Regions from separate parts of the Sus scrofa genome. Here region 2 is linked to region 1. The links are chromatin contacts, called in public HiChIP or PLAC-seq maps. All regions are on one chromosome and are shown on one strand. Each heading gives the region's core, a stretch centred on a gene start, on an enhancer-like site or on the middle of the called end of the contact. The rest is flanking DNA. Distances are from core to core; before and after follow the strand shown.

Region 1 (2,837 bases), core at 238-2,737:
TCCAATCGGAGCTGTAGTCTCCGGCCTACGCCAGAGCCACAGCAACGCGGGATCCGAGCCGCGTCTGCGACCTACACCACAGCTCACGGCAACGCCGGATCCTTAACCCACTGAGCAAGGGCAGGGACCGAACCCGCAACCTCATGGTTCCTAGTCGGATTCGTTAACCAATGCGCCACGACGGGAACTCCTCTTCTTCATTCTTAACGCCAAAAACTAGGCCCTTTGGGCTCTTCCTCCCTCCCTCCACTACTGGGGGACTTTAGCAATCTCCCAGTTAGTCTCCTTGTCTAGGTTTTTAGCCATTCTGGACACTCTGGCCCTATACATCTAAGGCCCAGAACTTTTTCAGTCAATGTTCTAGTCCAGAACATGTTACCTCACCCTAAATTCTGGATCCCACATAAGACCCTTCTCACTTTAGCTCTTATCTTCTCTATCATTGCTTAATGCTGGTTTTTTGCTTGAGGTGCTGGTCCTCCTTCCTGTGTCTCAGAACATAGGGTTTGCTTGTATTCTTTCTCCTCCCTTGTGGTGTTCACATTCTACCCACTCTTCAAGGTCCAAGAGGAACCCACCTCCTCCTTAAAGATTTTCCTGCAGCTCTTAAGTCACATTCATAGCTCACAAATAATTATTCTCATGTGTTGTAGTTCTGACAAGATAGTTGGAATGTTCTACTCTTTTCTCTGAGTTTCATCTGTTAACAGGAGACCTAGGGACACTTACCTGCCACAGTCGGACAAGTACTTATAGATATCTTCAGTGCAAATCTGTAATTTCCAAAATACTAGTTCTTCAAGCATATGGTGAACCCAATCTAACTGCTTAAAAGAACGCTTCTCAAATACTATCATATAATATTCATGTTTGTTTAAAAGATGAAAAAGTGAGAGTACAGTGGGTGTCTGGGCATGGGTTTACCTATCTCACAAACCAAGGCATTAATTTCTTGATTTTAAAAAAAGGAAGCTATAGTCACATTTCCAATTAATTATATCCTAAATATCTCCATGTACGTACCATAAGCAAATATATTTTGTTTTCAACGCCTGTGAAACAGAACGTCCGAAGGGAATAATTACAGACATTCTTGCGACCAAAACCCACAGGAAAAAATCAAAAGCACACTCGCAGTGCTGCTGCTTACTGGGGACGCCATTGGGCCTGAATTCACGCTTTTGGGAGCCTCAGTTCTCTCATCCGTACAATGGAGAGAACACTCGACAATATTTACTTCCCCGGAGTTGTGAAAGATTTTCTTTCCAACGAACTGCGGGCGGTTTGCCTCCTAGGACCGAAGGGAGGCGCTTCTCCTCCCGCGACACTTTTCGGTGCTCGAGGAGGGGTGACCAGTTCTTGGCCGGGTACGGTCGCCCTGGTAGGACGCCAGGCAAAGACAGCCTGGGCCGCAGGTTTGACGTGCAGCCTGAGTGCCGTCAGCAGGAGCGCGCCAAGTGTGTACACACCGTGCAAAACACGCTGAGCGTACGTGCAGCCGCGCGTGCGGGGTGGTGGGAGCGCGCTCCGATTGATAGCATAGTGAAGGTGCAGGGCGTACGATAGTAAAGCGACAGCTGACAAGGCCGAGGGAGACCGAGGCCCGGAGTGCGAGAGAGACCAGAGAGAGGCGGCGACGCGTCCCGCCGCCTGGCACCCAGGGCTGGCGCCCCTTGCGCCACTGGCCGACCGGCACCTGCAGCGCCCCACGTGGCGGCCGGCGAGGTCGCAGTCAGTAGAGCCCATTTGCTCCGCCTCCGCGCCGCACGGCTGCCCTCCGCAGCTTCCCCGCCCGGCTCTCCCCCGACCCTCCTCCCTTCCCCCTCCCGGATCGCGATGGACGCGGCCTCCCCCGCCGCCGCCGCCGGCAGCACCGCGCGGGCCTCTGAGCTGTAAGGCCGGAGGAGCCGCGTGCCGGGGACGGGACGTGCGCTGGCTGCCGCTGGTCTGGGGAACCTCTCGCTTCCCCGTCACCAGGTCCCCGCGGAGGAAGGGGAGGGACGAGGAGCGGCTTTTCCTGTGCCGCTTGCCCGGCTCGACCTGCGCGGCCTGCGGCTTCCTGGGAACTCTAGGGCCGCGGCCGGGCCTGGCTCTGCCCGCGGCCTGCTTGGAGCTGGACCGGAGTGGTTTGGGAGGACAGGCCCGGGTAAGAGCTTGAGGGAAGGGGAGGCGGGGACTCCCTGGGCGGTCGGAACGGCCCTGGTGCCGGGATGAGGGATGCCCGGCGGCGGGCTGGGAGCGAGACCCCGGCCCCTGGTAAGGTCGGCGGCACTGCTGTTGACTTACCCTCTTAGCCCCTTTGTTTCCCAGCCTTGGCTCTGCCCGGGGCGGGACCCGGCTTGTCCAAGCCGGAACCTACGGCAGCCCCCCCCCTCCCCTTGTCCTTGAGAAGGTTTCGCCGCCCGGCGGGGCCAGGGACATCTCCCCGGGCCTCGGAGTTCCGGGCGCCGCTCCCGGGAGACCCATCTCCGAGCCCGCCTCGGTGGCCTCCTCTAGGGTAGAGAGGCTTGCTGCTCCTCCTCCAAAACTTCCCCCTCCTTTTCGACACAGGTAGCTAACTTAGCCGGGTTTGGTGCCAGGAAACCGGAGCGCGGTGCCTGCGCCTCTCGGCGCGGGGTCGAGTGGGCCTAGGGTGTTGGGTCACCCCTGCTGACGGCCGCCGTTGGGTGCCCACTGGAACCTGCCGCTGGGTTTATACACCTGCACCTGGGTTGCAGGGGACCCAAAGCCGTCTCTCCTTCACGGCACTTACGAGCTTTTGTAATGACTTGCCTGTTGTGGTTGCTTTTCCTTCGCTGTTGTTGTTTTTAACCAACTGCCCACTCTATGGGGACAGG
Region 2 (2,837 bases), core at 93-2,592, 150 kb after region 1:
TCTTTGAAACTACACCCTGAGTGGTCTTGTATATTCCACAGTTAAAATTTTATTGGTAGTAGAGAAGAAAAAAATTTAAGTGCAATCAATTCTATATGTGATTTTCCTGCTTAGCTGTAATTAATGAATCTTTTTTCCTTATCATAATGGTAAATATTATTTTTGGCTTTTTTAACCAAATGGTTGTTGGCTATATTAACTTTTAGAAACGTAACAGTTCATTAAGGATGTTCCTTGGCAACTAAGCACATTAAAAAGAAAACACACTATGGTACTTAAGATTAACCTTGTCTTTTTTGTATACATTATATTCATTCAAAACAACCCAGGAAAACATTCTTAGGCATTCACTTAGGATTTTACAATGTCTTCAGGGTCCCCTGTGGAGCAGCAGGTTAAGAATCCAGCATCATCACTGCAGCAGCTAGGGCTGTTACTGCAGCGCGGGTACACCCCTGGCCTGGGAACTTCCACATGCCATGGGCAGGGCCAAAAAAAAAGTGGGGGGGGGAATTTAAAAAAGGAAAAAAGATGTCTTCAGGGTGTTTATTTTCTATTTCCATCAAAAGATTCAGCTATGAATGACATTATTTTTGAGTTATTCACTTCTAAAACATCAAATTTAACCACTCTCCTTCAAAGTTTTCTTTCTTCCTCCACCTAGCTTCGAGATCTAAAGTTTTTCACGTTCCCTTATCCCAAAAGAAAAATGAAAACAATCGGTCCTGTTCCCTTCCAACCCCCCCCCCCCCACCAAACACACTCCATCCCAGAATAATAAAGAAGGGAGGCAAAGTGGAACAAGTTGCGACGTGCGACAGGGAGCACAGAATTCGGTCCAAAGCCCAGAGACAGGGAATCGGCCGCTACGTCCGGGAGGATCTGGGCTATTTGCCAAAAAGAGAACGTCCCCAAAGCCCAGGGAACTGACTGGTGTTAGGAAACCAGAAAAAGAGCGAGTGACAGGCAGAGAAAGAGGCCCGATCCTCTGGGACTGCCTGAAACACGCAAGGAATGCAAAAGAAACGCCAGGAATTCAGGACCGGCGGCGGCCGGCCAGAGCGACCAGCCAGGTTAAAACTCAGCTTCGAAGGCAGAATCGCAGCCGAGACCCTTGGGTGGGAACGGCGGGGGCTGACTGAGCGAGGGAAACCCCTTGCTAGAAAGGACGACACCTACTCGACCCCAAAGGTCGGAGTCTACAGCCCACGGGCTCCGCGGGGGCAGCCAGACACCCGAAGCGGGTCTGAGGGCGGGCCTAGGGCGGGGCTGGCGCTCCTTCCCCGCCTCTAACGGCAACCCTGCTTCCTCAGTACGCCTGCGTAGGGTGAGGCCGGACTCTATTTGGCTACCAGGCGAGCGGCAGCAGTGGCGTTCTCTACCCGGCATGCTGCGCGGGAGCGGCGGCCCTACGTCTATCCCCTTCCCAACCCTGCCCCCTCTCGCCCTCCCACCGCGGCCCCCCCTTCCCCTAAAGTGAGTGAGTGAGACGGGCAGATGGAGGAGGGACTGTAATGGCGGCGGCCGGCAGCTCCCTGCTCTGACCCACGGCAGGCATACAGCAACAACCCCCTCCCCGCCCCTCTTCCAGCCGGCCTCCGCCCCGCCACCAGCGCGGGGCCACCTTCCCCGGCCCCTTCCCCCAGCCGTCGGCGTCTCGCCCTGCGCCCCAGCCGGGGCCCCACACACAATGGACGAGCTCGCCGGAGGCGGTGGTGGCGGCCCGGGGATGGCGGCCCCTCCACGGCAGCAGCAGGGACCTGGGGGGAACATGAGCCTTTCGTCAGGGGGGAATGGAGCAGCGGGCAGCGGAGGTCCTCCGGCCGCCGAGGGAGCCGGTCCCGCGACAGGCCCCGAGCTGTCCCGGCCGCAGCAGTACACTATCCCGGGGATCCTGCACTACATCCAGCACGAGTGGGCTCGGTTCGAGATGGAACGGGCGCACTGGGAGGTGGAGCGGGCCGAACTGCAGGTACCTCCTTGGGGTTGGTGTGCGGGACAGCAGCGGCGGCGGGGTTGTCTGCCCGGGGGTGGGGCCGGAACTCCCCTCATTCGGAGCTCGAGGCCTAGGGAGGCCGAGAGGAACCTACCTGCGCGGCTGGATGGGTGATGGTCCTGGCGACGGGTCTTCCTAGAGTCCCCCTCCCCTTTTACCGCACAAGCTTGTTACCCAGCCCTCTCTAGCTGCGCGGTGCGGGCTTCCTTGGGGCAGCCATTTTGGCTGTTAGTATGGCGTCCGCGGGGGCTCCTTCGGAGGCCGCCTGCCCGGGCCTCCGGGTCTTGGGGCTGAGTTCCTCTCTGTGGGAAAGTTCCTGGCGTGGGGCTGCTGGGCACTGAACTTGCTCTCGTTTGTACCTCGTGAAATGGAGAACCCGAGGAGAAGGACTGGCATGGGCATTTTACCACCTTTTCCCGAACCACCCCTCTTTTCGAGTTGACTTGCCTGACCCCCTCCCCCGGAGTTGGTAGCTCTTACTAGTTGACAGCCAGGCTTCTTTCCAGAGCTGCCACCGAGCACAATGGCTTGCGGCTGACCTGTGAAGTTTTCATTTCCTGCCGCCAACTTTAAGTGTCTACTTACCTGGGATGCTGCCTTACTCACTTAGATTCCCTTTGACTTCTTCCTTAGTGACTGACTCATCAACACTTCTCTGTGCTGAATTTTTCTTTTTGGAGTACCCTTCACCGGGCTCCCCCTTCTCCATCCCCCATCTTTACCCATAAAAAGCCTATCCAGAGTATCTGTCCTGTCTTTTTGAAACGACTGAGGGAAGATTTGATATTAGCTTGAAGTAAAAAGTACTTGTCTCAACGGTACTAACTCAAGTAAAGGAAGC

The links. HiChIP or PLAC-seq counts read pairs in DNA pulled down with a chosen protein or histone mark.
Region 2: a contact with region 1 is called in an H3K27ac HiChIP or PLAC-seq map of alveolar macrophages. The contact joins the promoter of STRN3 here to the promoter of HECTD1 in region 1. A contact is called at or near these places in 1 of 5 promoter capture datasets (fetal liver), 1 of 47 Hi-C or Micro-C datasets (heart right ventricle) and 2 of 2 datasets of contacts at active chromatin or transcription factors (alveolar macrophages and skeletal muscle).

What each region holds. Positions count from the first base shown.
Region 1 is chr7:68,316,680-68,319,516 of Sscrofa11.1, forward strand. It overlaps HECTD1 (E3 ubiquitin-protein ligase HECTD1), which reads left to right and starts at 1,488. Exons shown (of 41, transcript XM_021099884.1): 1 at 1,488-2,146. LOC110261745 reads right to left here and starts at 2,466. Exons shown (of 3, transcript XM_021100055.1): 1 at 2,413-2,466; 2 at 1,024-2,355. The coding sequence starts at 2,466. The coding sequence ends at 1,234.
Region 2 is chr7:68,469,419-68,472,255 of Sscrofa11.1, forward strand. STRN3 (striatin-3) reads left to right here and starts at 1,343. Exons shown (of 17, transcript XM_021099888.1): 1 at 1,343-1,972. The coding sequence starts at 1,691. It also overlaps a transcript of AP4S1 not described here.